Linked DNA regions of Mus musculus: all the other regions are linked to region 3. A link is a contact called in public HiCAR-type and HiChIP or PLAC-seq data. All regions are on one chromosome and are shown on one strand. The core of a region is the stretch at or near the end of the contact, and the rest is flanking DNA. Distances in the headings are between cores, read along the strand shown. Region 1 has its middle 7.0 kb from the start of Mir7090. Region 2 overlaps Ulk4 (unc-51-like kinase 4). Region 3 holds the start of Rpl14 (ribosomal protein L14). Region 4 holds the start of 1700020M21Rik (RIKEN cDNA 1700020M21 gene). Region 5 has its middle 12 kb from the start of Gm19385.

Region 1 (2,700 bases), core at 173-2,672, 390 kb after region 3:
TTGTAGGCCTTGAATATTGTCACTGGCTGACTGCACTTCTGACCAAAGGGCTGAGGAAGCCTGTGTAACCAGCCCTTCAGCTCACCCTCTCGCCCAGGAGCAGGCAGGCTTCCTGCAGTAGTCTCTGTGCTACACTGAGCAGCAGCTAGAGCTGGAGCTGACTAAGCTGACTAAGCCTCCTTAGGCTGCTGCCGTCCCACTGCAGGAGTGAGGCTCTGCCTGGGTTTGAACTTAAACATCATTGCTAGTGAGGCTCACTTGGAGAGGACAACCCTTCTAGTCATTTCAACCAGTAACCGTGTTTATCTGATCTTAAAACCAAAATGGGCTCCTTCCCTGTGGCCTGCCAGATGATCTGTCATTTTGGTGGTAGGTCTGTCAAGCAGACTTTGTACACATTTCCTACAAAGAAAGATGTGTTACAACTCGTGGTTGGGTTTTCTAAAAAGTGAGAATTTGTGTTGTGCTTTCCTGAGTCTTAAGATTGTGCCTGTTAAATTCACAGGAGGAAGAGGGTCCTGTGAGGAAGTCCTCAGAGATACCTTGGTGGGGTCCGGCTAACAGGGGTAGAGCTTTACTCCAGTCACCCTTTTATGTGAGGGACCGCAGCAGGGTATTCCGTATGGTGGTAGTTCTGGAATACCTAGAAGCACAAGGATGATACAGAGCCAAGTCCTACCTGCAGAGGTGGCAAAGGGACAGAAGTGCAGATGGGTGCTGTCTGAGATGTAGGCATGCCTCACGGGCAGTGGTTGGAGGCTTGTAGGAAAGCAAACACCATACTCTACTAGCACTTTAGCACACTCGGTAGGGCAGCATTCACAGAGGCATGCCTGGAGGGGTGAGGTGCACAGGATGCTGGCAGGCACCCACACGTCTGAAGCAATGCTGTAGGTGGGAGCTCCTAAGCAGCTGTCCTGGTTCTGACACAGGTGCAGGTGAAGGGAAGGGAAGATGGGGCTTCCAGAGCAGCTTTCTGACTGCAGCTCCAGTTTTGAGCTGTCCTTGGGAGCTAGACACCTGACTCCTTCCTCTGCAGCAGCCACCACGCCAAGGGCACAGATGAGGTACTTTGATCTGGGTCCTGATAGTGAAAGGTGCTGGCAAGATAAGCAGCTGCTCTTGATCTGACAGGTCTGATGGCTGTCTGTTCTCTAGAGAGAGATCTTCTACCACACTGCCTCCTGAAAGTAGTATCCTGAGTACAATTATAAACTGGTGAGATCTGAAGGAGAAGGCAGCATTGTGGAATGTGGTCTGTCCATTCTCCTACCCCTGACTCCTCAACTGCCAACATTAGAAGAAGTTATAGGTCTCTTCAGTCAGTGGTGAGGCCAAGCAAGCAGCCCCAGAGAGGGCTGGCTCAGCAGGCGAAAACCTGGTCATCCTAGTTGGAGTTCTGGAGCCTGTATTTTTAAAAAGCCAGATGTGGCAAGAGAAACCCTGCCTCAGGCTGGTGAGATGACTCAGCGGGTCAGAGTTGATCCAGGTAGCAGAGGGGAAGCCAACTTCCCCATTCCACAAGCAGCAGTGGTACCCAGTAAATGAAAGTGAGATTGTGTTTTTAAAAAGGCACTGTCTTCACAAAGTGGAAGGCAACGGACCCCAGAGAGCAGTGCACTGGGGTGGACAGGCACACAATTTTTCAAAAGGAGAGGCAAAGACCTCTTAGACTGGGAAGAGTGCCATTTGTATTTCCAAGAGATCTTCATGAACAATAGAAACCACACCCTGTGTCTGTTTGGGGTGGGGCCAGCAGACTGTAAGCCAGATATTCTCAAGAGCTTGAGGTGCTGTCAAAGGCAGAGCATTGTGGGTAATAGAAACTCCCAACAGCTAAATAAGCTGTCACATGGCCATTTTAGTGAGCATTCAGTAAAAGACTCCAGTGTGGCTGAGTGCATCAATAGAAAAGTAGAACATGGCTGCTGCCCTTGGGGCATATGGGGTCTTGAACAGAGCCACTACAAAAACAAAGAGACTACCTGCTGCACAAGGTTGAGTAGCATCTGTGATTCTGGGCCTGTTGCCTCTTGGTTAAAGCTGCTAGTCACATCCTCTACCACTGGGGTCCCAAGCTTCTGCCTAGGCCAACCATATGACCAAGAAAGTCACAAGAGGCCAATGATTCTTTGCCTTCTTGTGCTGCCTTTGAGGTTACCACAGCTGAGCCACCCGGACTGTGGCTGGTTTTTCAGTGTCTGGGGAAGGGAGTAAAGGCCGTTTGTGAGCTGGCTGGGATGGGGGAGCAAACCCTCCACTCACCTTGTGCAGCAGCTCTCTGCTGGAATAGAGCACAGGATATGCCAGCCCAGGGTCCCCGGAGTCTGTGAGTGCACACAGAAAACAAAAGATGGCCACCACAGCTACCTAGGTATCCTCAGGGCAGCTGTGGCCACTTACTTTCTGGTATTTCTTGAGGGCAGCACAACCAGCCCCTACTTTCAGGCTATGGTTTAGGGCAAAGGCTTGAGCTGGGGCCAGCCGCCTGCCTGGTGCTCTGCTTCTGTCTGTGCCTGGTGTGCTTAGTGGCTGCTGGAGTTAGGGAGTGAGGCTGCAGTGCAGGCTGGAGCCTGGGCCAGCACAGGGCAGGGAGGCGGGGCAGAGGAGGAGCTGTGCTTGCCTCCTTCCCCCCACTAGCCAGTGTGTTCATCTATTCCACAGTAGTTTATAAGCTTGGGGAGCAAGCCATATCACCTT
Region 2 (2,700 bases), core at 142-2,641, 440 kb after region 3:
CAAGAAGTTTAGACTATTTGGATACATTAAAGTTTACATTGTTTTGACAGGTCCCTTGTGTGAGGTGAAAGTGGAGTTCTAGACTAAAAGTCACCTTGTTCCTGTCACTGTCAAGAGGGAAGTGAAACCCTACCTGTCTGAGGGGTCAGGGGAGAGGGGAGGGGTGACACTAGAAGGCAGAAAGTACGTGTTCTCTCTTACACACACACACACACACACACACACACACAAACACACACACACCCCTGGTAAGATAGAAAAAAGTTTCTGCACAAATGTACATAGACACACACACACACACACCCCTGGTAAGATAGAAAAAAGTTTCTGCACAAATGTACATAGACACACACACACACACACCCCTGGTAAGATAGAAAAAAGTTTCTGCACAAATGTACATACATACACACACACACACACACACACCCCTGGTAAGATAGAAAAAAGTTTCTGCACAAATGTACATAGACACACACACACACACACATAGATACACTGGCAAGTGCACAGACACAAATGCAGCACATACACAAGTGCACGCGTGCGCCCTGATCTCACCACCATTTACTGGCAAACCTACAGTCTTGTAGCAGCAGAGCCAGCCTCAGCCACAGGCTACTGCCCACTTTGTTTCCTGTCCTTTTGCATGGACCCCAGGCCAGCCTTCTGGACTCCTTCTCCCCCTGCGTGCACCCCAGGACACCCCTTTGGGCTTCTCATCCCGGTAGCAGTGCTGGAATGTCAGGCAACTGCAGGTGTGGTGACCCTTGAAGTCCCTCTCTCTGGGCTGGGCTGGGCTGGTGTCCTTGGAACAGAGGGGCAGGGAACACCTTTTTGTCTGGCCTCCTCTCTGAAAACCGGAGATGATGAGAGCTTATCAAACTCTCTTCTCTCAAAGGCTGAGAGCCTCTGGGTGGAACAAAGCAATTTCTTTACCAAGGAAGCTTTTATGTCTCCTTCAGAATAGCACCTGTGCCCACACAGAGCGGGGAGACAGGGGTGCTTGCTTTGAAAGGCAGGAAGTAAATAAGGACACAAAGAGAAGGGGCTGCAGCCATTCCTGTCACTGGGATCACCAGCCTCAACATAAAGGAGCCTGGCTCCTAGGATCCCAGCACCCCTGCCCCTGCCTGGAGAAGGTAGGCGTGCCCACAACATTTTGGATCTTGAGAAACGAACTCCAAGATGGAGAGTCATACATTCAGTGTGTGCATCTGGTGTATTCCTCATCGGCCTCCCTCAGGGTGGCTCTAGTTTCCCACTGGCCTGGCCACAGGTCCCTCCCTCATTCATCCTTTCCTTTCAGACTCTTGAGATCACTGGAATAAGAACTGTTTGGGGGGAAATCCATTTGCCTGCACCTAATTTACCAGGACACTTCCAGTTCTCCTGGAAGCCACCAGGGGAGGGACCTAGTGTGCTGAGTAGGGTGGAACTGGGTGACGGTCAGGACCTGGGTAATAAAGAGCTGGCAGGATATTGTATGTGTCTGTGTGTCTGTCTGTCTGTCTGTGAATACACATTCAATGCATGTTTCTTTACACGTAGAGATTTTTGTGAAGAACAGGCTCAGGCAACTGTGGAAGCAGGAGATGCCACTGATCTGCTGCTGTGAGCTTCAGACCTGGGAATGCCGGTGGGGGTGGGGCTGGGGGTGGGGCTTGAAGCCTGAGAGCCAGAGAGCTGACTGCTCAGGTTCTAGTTCAGGTGTGATGGCTAAGGAACAGGGCGGCTGACCCAGATCTGTAAACCCACTTACAGATCTGTAAAGCCACCAGGCAGAGAGAGAGCCCTCCTTCTGTCCCTGCAGGCCCTCACTGGCTTGGTGATACCCATTCGCCAGTCTGGTGGTTCAACAGAAGCATCTTCAAACACACAGAAGTATCAACCCCAAGCCAGATGATGGGAAGTGCCTGGGGGTGGGACTTAGAAGGGGCGGAGCCTAGGTGGGACGAGGGTGGGGCTAGACAGGGGCAGGGCCTAGAGGAAGACCTTAGTGGGCATGGCCAGAGTCCACACAGGCCCCCAGTCGCCTTAGTCTGCACCCTTCTCAGGGACACAGGGACTTTAGTCAGAGACTGCTCTTGGCTTGCCAACCATGTCTGCCCTCCCAGAGACCCTCAAGCACATAGGGATTAAGGTCCTACAGTGTAGCCCTTGCCAAGCCTGACACACAGTTCCCTTGTTTCTAGTGAAGTCATAGTTTCAGACCTAATGTCTGCCTAGTATTGACCCTGGGATCCAAGACCTGGAGGTTGCACCCGTGGTTGCCGTCCACTATTGCTTGGCTGGCCCTGCTTTACCCACTGGCCCTGGTTTCCCCAAACACCTGCTCAGTGTGTGTCCACCTTGCATCTGAGCCTTTCTCTTGGGACCCACACTCAAAAGGCCATTCCTAGATGGAGCTCCTGACTACCACGGGTCAGGGCGTGCAGGGTGCCTCTGATCTGGAGGAGACGTGACAAGGTGTATCCAAGAAAACCTTCAGGCTTTTGACTTGGCCTTCTCTAGCAGAAACAGGAACTAGATGTCAAACTTGTGCATGCAGCTTTGCTTACTGGGGATCCATCTGGCCTTGTTGCCCAGCATGTGGGCAGAAGAGGCGATGTAATGTTTTATACAGCGACTTTTAGTATTTGCACACTGATGTGGGGCCAGGATCATAAAGAAATATGGTACCTGCCTACACAGTGTGAG
Region 3 (2,700 bases), core at 146-2,645:
AGAGGCTGGCAGCTCATAATCTTCTGTTAACTCCTGTTCCAGAGGATGTGATGCCCTCTCCTGGCCTCTGCAGGTACTAAGTTTGTTTGCGCTTGGTGCTCACAAACACCCATACACATAAAATAAAATAAAATAAAATAAAATAAAATAAAATAAAATGTCTGAAATGGGGTTCGTTCAGAGCCACAGAGATGACTAGCAGTTGAATGCTTTCTTGAGTTCTGTTTCCAGCTCATTCATAGCTCTAGCTTTAATGGCCTCCAAGGGGACTATTCCTCCACACACATAAAAGAGTATGTAAAGTGCTTAATGTTGTAAAGGCCTGAATTTGGATCCCCATCACACACATGAAGAGTTAGGAAGAGTTAGGATCGATGGCCTGCAGTGGTCATCCTGGGGAGGTAGAGACAAGTGTGCCCCTGGGGCTCAGTGACCAGCATGCCTATCTGAACTGGCAAACTCTGGGTTCAGTGAGAGGCTGTCTCATAAAGACCGGAAGAAGAGTGACTGAGGAAGGCACCCAGTGTGCTCCTTTGCTCTTGTTTACTTGACACAGCTAGGGTCCTCTGGGAGGAGGGAGCCCCACTTGGAGGAATGCCTCCATAAGAGGCATATCTGTGAAATATATTCCCTTTCCCCCGCCCGCCTCCCCCCACCCCCCGGCCTATTTATTATATGTAAGTACACTGTAGCTGTCTTCAGACACCCCAGAAGAGGGCGTCAGATCTCACTACAGATGGTTGTGAGCCACCATATGATTGTTGGGATTTGAACTCAGGACCTCTGGAAGCGCAGTCAGTGCTCTTAACAGCTGAGTCATCTCTCCAGCCCTGTGTCTTTGGACTTTTAAGACAATGTCTCAGTATGTCTCCTTGGTAGGGGAAGCGGCCTTAAATCCAGATTTGCTTCCGCCTCTGCCTCCCGAGGGCTGGGATTAAGGGCGAGCGCCAGCACCCTCGGCTGTGTCTTAATTATATCCTGTGTATACAGAAGAAAAGGGAAGTGGGCTGGGGACAGACAGTTCATCCTATGAGTCCTTCCTATCCCTAAAGTTCTCAGGAGTGACCGCCCTGTCATGCCAACATTTGGGAGACTGAGGCAGGAGCATTGCTGCGAGCGAGCCTGCTTGGATTATACAGTGTGGAAGGCCTACACTAAAAGGCCTTGTCCCCAAAATCCCAAACCCAAACAAAATAGAAAGGAGAAATTACAACGCCAAGCTCACTGCACGTGTCTGAGGAGAAGCAGTCCATAGAGAGCCGGAACCGCCATGTCATAACCCAGTGAGCATGCGTAAAAGCACGCACGTTTCCCCGTCGACCAATCGGTGGGCACGCTGGACGTCGGGGGCGGGGCTTCTGCCGACACATGCGCACGGCAGGGCGGGCCCTCTCTCTTCTCGCTGAGCGCCGCCAACATGGTGAGTGTGTGTGCCGAGAGCTCCGAGTGCGGCCGTCGCGACGCCCGTCTTCTGCCCCGGGCGGGGGAGCCCCGGCGTGGAGTGGCTCTGCGCGACCCGGCCAGCGCGTGGGGAGGCAGCGGGGCGTGGAACCCAGCCCGCAGGGAGCGCGGCTCGCGTGGACCGCACTACCGGGGCCACGCGTGCGCAGTGGCGGGAGTGGCTGGGCCTGAGGTCCGGGGATGGCGGCGCTGCTGCGGCCTCGGACCTGCCCGGCGGCCTGGCTCCTCATGAGCTCCCTTCAGTTCTTTTTCTCCGGAAAAAGCGAACCGGGGAGTGGTTCAGTGGATTGAACGATGAATTAATTGTATGAGAACTAAAGGAGTATCAAACATGGGTAAGAGCGGATCCAGGGAGCTCGTGTGCTGGGAAAGTGGCCACGGGATACTTGAAGTTAAAAAATGCTGGCTACTAAGTTCAAACTCGTCTCCCAGGGCGGCCCCGAGCCCTGTGTTGCCGGTAAGCAGCGGACTTGGAATATTTAAAGCCAACCCTTGTTTCTTTTCCTGTTTTAGGTGTTCAGGCGTTACGTGGAGGTTGGCCGGGTGGCCTACATTTCCTTCGGGCCCCATGCTGGAAAGCTGGTCGCAATTGTAGATGTCATTGATCAGAACAGGGTACGTGTGGGACGGAGTATTTTACAATCTTTATTTAACGTGGCCGTAAGATCGACAGCACCGTAGATGTTACTCAGGGTAGCTAGAGTGGTCCTTGGGTGGAGTTCTTTAGATTACAGGTTTACCATTGAGGAAACACTGGCCACGGAGTTTGAAGCACTGGGTAGAGTTAGCTCATCTTACAGCACTAATTCACCGGGTAAACGAGGCAGGCAAATGCAGGTGAGTTTAAATGAGGTAACTGAGAAGACTTCAGTGAGCTGGAGGTGCGGCTCTGTTGGTAGAGTGCTTGCTAGAGTCCCTGGATTCTAAAGATAGATGTGGCTCCTGCTACCTCAGGCTCTGGGAGGATAAGGTAGGAGAAGCAGGAGTTTGCCACTAGCCTGGGCTGCTTGACCTTGTCTGAAAATACCACAGTGGAGGCTTTTAGGATACTGGGTTCACAAACGTGCATTTTCTTCATTTGAATGGTAATGTACATTTCGTCCAGAAAGGGCTAGAAATTACGTAGAGGTTACAGCCATCTTGAACTTTAGATGCCTGTCTGAGGTCCTTGATTTTGTATCCTAGGCTTTAGTGGATGGACCCTGTACTCGGGTGAGGAGGCAGGCCATGCCCTTCAAA
Region 4 (2,700 bases), core at 54-2,553, 340 kb after region 3:
AAATAAAATAACAATAACAAATCAGAACAGGACAAACACAAACAGAAGAAAAAGCCCAAGAAAAAAACACAAGAAACACACAGACACACACACATTGGCACACATTAACACAAAACTGGAAGCCGTAGCATATATGTAAAGGACCTGCAAAGTAAAATAAAATATTTTTTAAAAAGACTCAACCTTAGGAGACAACCTCTAAAGACACCACTGAGTTTGTGGACATGAACCCTACCCTTAAGAGTGGTTTGTGTCCCCAGTGAGACTCCCTTGGAGAAAGGCATATTTTCATCTGCAAGTGGTTATCAGCTGGAGATCGTTGCTGGGTTAGGGATGGTGGCTGTAGCCACTTGTCCCTTCGGCTCCAGGACTGCTTGGTGCAGACTATGCTGGCCCTGTGCCTTTTGTCACGGTTTCTGTGAGTTCATACATTCGGGGTCTTGCCGTGTTGCTTCCTTGGTGTCCTCTGTCCCCTCTGGCTCCTACACTCTTTGCACTGTCCCCTGTGCAGGGTTCCTTGAGCCCTGAGGGTTGAAAACATAGACGCCATGGTTAGGGCTGAGTGTTCTAAGGTCTCTCACTCTCTGCATAAGGTGAGACTGTGCGTGTCTGTATTTAGCCCCATCTGCTGCAAGTGGTGGCTATACAAGGAAAGAGCATGGTGGAATGCTGTTAGGAGTCATTTCATCGGTATGCTCCTTAAGGAGAACTGTAGTGTTTGATTTTCCCTTAGGTCCCTGGCCTGTCCAGTCTCAGGTTCTTGGCCAGCCAAGCAGCATCAGGGATGGGTTCCATCTCACAGAGTGGCCTTAAATCCAGTCAGATGTTGGCTGGTTTCTCCCACGAGCTTTATGCCACTACTGCACCAACACAGCTCACAGGCAGATCACCTTCTTCTTGTTTCCAGTCTCCGCATAGTAAGCCAGGCAAAGTCTGTGTGGTGGGCCAACACAGCCAGGAGCTAATGCGCTTCTCCTCCGCTGTTCTCCACCCACCGGAAGCTACATGTTCTGGAAGCATCCTAAGCCCGCGGGGAAGGGCCTGGTGTGCCTTGCTTCACACAGACATCCGTGAGAGCCACTTTCCTTGACACTGTGACAAAATGCCAGACAAAAACAACTGGGGGCAGGGAGGGCGGGTGAATGAGGATTTATTCAGGATCACCCTCTACGATATAGCCAATCACGGCAGGGACCGCATGGTGTGTGTGTGAGAGAGAGCTCTGTGGCAGCTGGAGTGTGTAGATAGTACACCTCCCCTCCTCATACCCCGATGGAACAGGAAGCAGATACCAGACAGGAAACAGGGCCAAGCTCCCAAGGACTCACTTCCTTCAAGGAGGCCCCGCCTCCTGCAGGTTCCATTAACCCCCCCCAAACAGCGCCACCTGCTGGGAAGCAAATGCTTAAACATTAGACATCTCAGAAGTGTGTTTTTAACACCATAACAATTAGCAATAAATGCGTTGCTTATTTTTTCCATTAAAAAAAAAAAGATGTTCTATCTGTTTGTGTGTGCCCATGAGTGTAGTACCCTCAGAGGCCAGAAGAGGGCATTGGATTCCCTGGAGCTAGAGTTACAAATGGTTTGAATCTACCCAAAATGGGTGCTGGGATTGGAATTCTGGTCCTCTGGGAGAGCACTAGCTAGCTGCAGGTCATATAGGCCTGGGAGTATGGCTCTCTCTCCAGCCCGCCTGCCCACTAAAGGCTGTGAGGATTCCCACAGTAATGAAATCTTGTTAGCTGTGTGTATTTTCTGAACTGATTAGACCTCAATACCCCCTTTTGCCGTAACAGTGTGACGGTACACCACTGTGGCGCTCTGTCTAGCAGAAAGGTCGAAGGTAACACAATAGTATATATGTTAAGTGTCTGCTTTAGGTCTCTCAGGCACTATAGAGCCACAAAGATAGTTTCAGTCAATTCTCAGATACCTTGCTGCTTGTTCTGGGCTAAATCTCGAATCAAACAAGAAGAAAGGGGGAGGGGAGGAAAAATCCCCACCAACCAACCATCTTGGAGCGCTCTTCCCCAAGAGTACCAGGAGCGGGATCTTGAAGTCCGATGTTTCTCAAGCAAATAGAAACTGGTTACTCCAGTGACAAATTTTCAGATTCGAGGCCAATGCTTTTGGCTTTCTCTTGTCCTCTGCCTTGCGGTTATAATGTAGCTCCTGAGGTTCCTGGTGTCACGCCCCTGTTAAAGGTGGGCTGAGGACTACAAACACAGTGCCGGTTTTCTCTGTGGCTTAAATGGAGTTCTCCAGTAAGCAACCTTTTTGTCTTGCTGGTCTAACTATGTCATAGCTCAAGGGAGGTGGGCCTTGCTCAGTGTGGGCTCAAGTGGCAGATAGGAGCCGTTACTGGGTTGGTAAACAAGGTCTGCTACTTTCCCCTTCCAAATATAGCCAACCTGCATCCAGATATTTTATTGCAATAGCCAGTAAGTGTGTGAAAAATATTCAACATATTTATATACCAGGAAAACACAAATCAAGCATCGAGGTTCCATTTCTCCACAGTCAGAATGGCCACTGTGTTCTCAAGTAAATTTCCTCATCGCCATGACAAGAGCAACTCCAGGAAGAAGGTTTGGCTCAAGGACGGTCCATGGCCACTGGTCACATTCATCTTGAGGGAAGAAGCAGAGAGATGAATGCTTGCTTTCTCCTTTTTTATGCAGATCATGCTATGGTGCT
Region 5 (2,700 bases), core at 21-2,520, 280 kb after region 3:
TTTGAGCTGAATGTGGACAGTAACTGCTCTGCAGCAGGGCTTCACACTGTAACTTGGCAGATTCATCATGTAAGCAAGCATACTCCTGGCTGTGAGAGAAGACCGCGAGTAAACACGCAGCACTCCCCAGGGCCGTCCAAGGCCAGCCTGGACACACAGCTATCATACTCCAGCCTATCGGTGCAGAACAGTCTGCGATCATTTCATCATTAGCTTAAGTCAAGAGTGGATGGTTCATTCTGGCCACTAACTGAGTCAGGTTGTGTTTTAGTCATATAGACTTAGACTCAATTCCCAGTCCTGAGCTGACAAGGGCCAAAGACACAACATGTCTGCAGCATACAAAATAGTCCCAACTAATAGAGGAATGTTCTGAACTAAAATGGAAAAAAAAAATTCTCCACTGAGAAGTGTCATTTTGTAGGGGTGGTGGTATGATCAATAATAACATAAAACTCAGGAAGATGGCCTCAAATTCCTCCAGGAACAGCCGGAGTTTGCACAGGTCATTCTTCAAGGTCAAATTAAAAGTAAAAAATTTTTAAAACTGACATGCATACCGTGCCTGCGCTGGCTTGACTATTGACCTCTAGGGTACGGCTCTTTATTTGTAAGATTCTTCTTTAAAATTGTGAGTGAGTGTGTGTGCCTGTGTATGTATGAGTGCAGTAGCCAAGTAGGCAGGAGAAGGCATGGGACTTGCTGGAGCTGGAGACAGAAGCTGTTGCGAGATATCTAACGAGGGTGCTAGCAACCGAACTCAGTTCCTCTGCAAGAGCAGTGAGCACTCTCCACCGCTGAGCCATCTCTCTGGCCCTAGATTGTGGCGTTTTAGCAAAGGTTTACTGAGAAGATCGATGCCATATTAAATGAATTAATCATTATGACCTAGTTTTGCACACACATGTTCTCTCTTCCCATATATAAGCAGAGAGACACAATCTATGTGTTTGTGTGCACGCATGCAAAACTCATAGAAGTATATGGAGTATGATTTGGGGTGAGCAAAATGAGATGACCCAAAGCTCACGGGTTCCCCTTTAACACTTTCTCCAGCCATGAGGAGACAGGCAGCTCCTGGGCATTACTGGCAAGTACTGGAGGCTGCAGCCCCCTGGGAAGAGTCTAAGAAAAGAAACAGCAGCCACAACAACTGTCATGGGGTCCCGACCATTGTTCTACTCTTCAGTCAGACCTGGAGTGGAAGCCACTCCTCACCCCTGGGCTCTGCGTGCAGATCCGCAGGAATTGGAGCCATGCTGAGGGGTGCGGTATGGACTGGGTGGGGAACAGGAGGGAACTAGCTAAAAAGGAGCAAACCATTCTCTACTCCAGTGTTCTTCTGGGAGAGAAACATGTGCTCTGGCTGCCAAGACAATCATCTCTGGGCTCAGAAGCAGGAAGAAATTCACTAAACACTACACCACAGCACAAAGCGGCTTTGCCAAAACTCTGGCCCGACTGGGTTATGGTACAAGTCTTCCGAAGCAAGACCCACAGCGAGATTCATGAGCATGGGGAAGCTAGTTTGTCATTGACCTCTTCAGATGACTCACAGATGACGTCAGTTTAGAATTGCAGCCCCCATTTGTGTGGGAAGATGGAGACTTTCATTAAGTTCCCCTGGTGTACTAATGCCTACACTTCCGTCAGATTTCCATTCTCTTCCTGGCAACCCTGTCATGAGCTGAGCCCCTTACAACTGCATTCAATCCTAAAAGATATTATGAAACAAAATTATACCCATTTCACTAATGAAGAAATCGAGGCTTGGGCTTGGGAAATAGTGACGTGCTTGCCATGCATGCACATGAACCTGAGTTCAGCCTCCAGAACCACACAGAAAAGCTTAGGCTTGGTGGCACATGTTTGTTATCCCGGCACTAGGGAGGTGAAGGCAGGTCCCTGAGGCCCACTGGCCAGCCAGCCTAGCCTAGTCAGTGAGTTTCAGTAAGACCCTGTCTCAAAAAGAGAAATGGACAGAACCTGGTAAGCAGTACACCAGATTTCCTCTGTTCTCCATACACATGTGCAATATACCACACTCTCACACACCACACACACACACACACACACACACACACACACACACACATCTGGGGCTCAAAGAGGTTAAGTCCCACAGTTGATCAGTGTCAGGTTTAATCTAGATCTGTCACAGTCTACCTTCCCAGCATTGAACACCTCCAAACGTTGACAGATGTTGAGGTGGTAAACATGACAGCTGACTCTCTATGAGGCTCATTTCTAAAGACTCAAGGGGCCCTGGAACTGGTCCTTGAAGACAGGATACCGAGATGGCCAGTCTGAAATATCAGCTGTCCCTGAAAAGGCAAATACATTTGCTTTAAGGAGAGGGGTGTCCCTCTCCAACTTTGTCAATTGATAGCATTAGTTACCAGCCATCTGCCGCTGCATAACAAACAACCCCAAGCTGAGTAGCCTAAGGGTCCCTCTGTTCAGTTTTTGCCACAGTTAATTGGCAGTTTCCAGGGGCCCTGGCTGGTGCTCCTTCCTTCTGCTCTTGGCTAGGCTCCTGCCTGCATCTGCTGTCAGTCACATCAGCTGTGGGTTGGCCTTGGCTCTAGTCCCTGAGCTTTCTCAATTCTGAGGTCTGCCCTGACAACTGGGCACAGCTGTCTTAGCTCCACTTAGCCTCTTGTTTCCAGTGGCCTCACCTCAGCCAGGCAAACATATCAA

Evidence for each region. HiCAR-type assays count read pairs that join an accessible place to other places. HiChIP or PLAC-seq counts read pairs in DNA pulled down with a chosen protein or histone mark.
Region 1: a HiCAR-type map of embryonic stem cells shows a contact between it and region 3, with 4 times the contacts expected there. The contact joins the enhancer-like site here to the promoter of Rpl14 in region 3. A contact is called at or near these places in 17 of 39 promoter capture datasets (the 3T3-L1 cell line, 3T3-L1-derived adipocytes, the C10 cell line and 11 more), 19 of 115 datasets of contacts at active chromatin or transcription factors (the 230-238 cell line, the NIH/3T3 cell line, acute myeloid leukemia and 13 more) and 4 of 9 other capture datasets (adipose tissue, embryonic stem cells, liver and 1 more).
Region 2: a contact with region 3 is called in an H3K27ac HiChIP or PLAC-seq map of epiblast stem cells, with 6 times the contacts expected there. The contact joins the enhancer-like site here to the promoter of Rpl14 in region 3. A contact is called at or near these places in 3 of 39 promoter capture datasets (hippocampal neurons and liver), 9 of 115 datasets of contacts at active chromatin or transcription factors (astrocytes, bone marrow-derived macrophages, embryonic forebrain and 4 more) and 1 of 9 other capture datasets (adipose tissue).
Region 4: a contact with region 3 is called in an H3K27ac HiChIP or PLAC-seq map of embryonic stem cells, with 6 times the contacts expected there. The contact joins the promoter of 1700020M21Rik here to the promoter of Rpl14 in region 3. A contact is called at or near these places in 8 of 39 promoter capture datasets (the HPC-7 cell line, cranial neural crest, embryonic stem cells and 5 more), 1 of 15 datasets of contacts at CTCF or cohesin (the NIH/3T3 cell line), 3 of 484 Hi-C or Micro-C datasets (CD8 T cells and embryonic stem cells), 17 of 115 datasets of contacts at active chromatin or transcription factors (the 230-238 cell line, acute myeloid leukemia, embryonic basal ganglia and 9 more) and 3 of 9 other capture datasets (adipose tissue, liver and pancreatic islet).
Region 5: an H3K27ac HiChIP or PLAC-seq map of embryonic stem cells shows a contact between it and region 3, with 2.7 times the contacts expected there. The contact joins the enhancer-like site here to the promoter of Rpl14 in region 3. A contact is called at or near these places in 3 of 39 promoter capture datasets (the 3T3-L1 cell line and liver), 5 of 115 datasets of contacts at active chromatin or transcription factors (bone marrow-derived macrophages, embryonic stem cells, memory CD8 T cells and 1 more) and 1 of 9 other capture datasets (adipose tissue).

The regions. Positions count from the first base shown.
Region 1 is chr9:120,960,704-120,963,403 of GRCm38.p6, forward strand. No RefSeq gene overlaps it. Among named protein-coding and RNA genes, the nearest start is that of Mir7090, 7.0 kb to the left of the region's middle. Within about 2 kb of position 1,423, at least 97 of the 459 cell types and tissues checked have an H3K27ac peak or open chromatin away from gene starts, as enhancers often do. A contact at or near this core is called in the HPC-7 cell line, embryonic stem cells, stem cell-derived epiblast-like cells and 1 more, where this site is marked.
Region 2 is chr9:121,009,775-121,012,474 of GRCm38.p6, forward strand. All of the region lies in intron 35 of Ulk4 (unc-51-like kinase 4), which reads right to left. Among named protein-coding and RNA genes, the nearest start is that of Gm34945, 34 kb to the left of the region's middle. Within about 2 kb of position 1,392, at least 19 of the 459 cell types and tissues checked have an H3K27ac peak or open chromatin away from gene starts, as enhancers often do. A contact at or near this core is called in epiblast stem cells, where this site is marked.
Region 3 is chr9:120,570,122-120,572,821 of GRCm38.p6, forward strand. Rpl14 (ribosomal protein L14) reads left to right here and starts at 1,396. Exons shown (of 6, transcript NM_025974.2): 1 at 1,396-1,420; 2 at 1,975-2,076; 3 at 2,647-2,700. The coding sequence starts at 1,418.
Region 4 is chr9:120,913,947-120,916,646 of GRCm38.p6, forward strand. It overlaps 1700020M21Rik (RIKEN cDNA 1700020M21 gene), which reads right to left and starts at 1,304. Exons shown (of 3, transcript NR_040742.1): 1 at 1,269-1,304; 2 at 236-524; 3 at 1-144.
Region 5 is chr9:120,853,266-120,855,965 of GRCm38.p6, forward strand. No RefSeq gene overlaps it. Among named protein-coding and RNA genes, the nearest start is that of Gm19385, 12 kb to the right of the region's middle. Within about 2 kb of position 1,271, at least 28 of the 459 cell types and tissues checked have an H3K27ac peak or open chromatin away from gene starts, as enhancers often do. A contact at or near this core is called in adipose tissue, embryonic stem cells and liver, where this site is marked.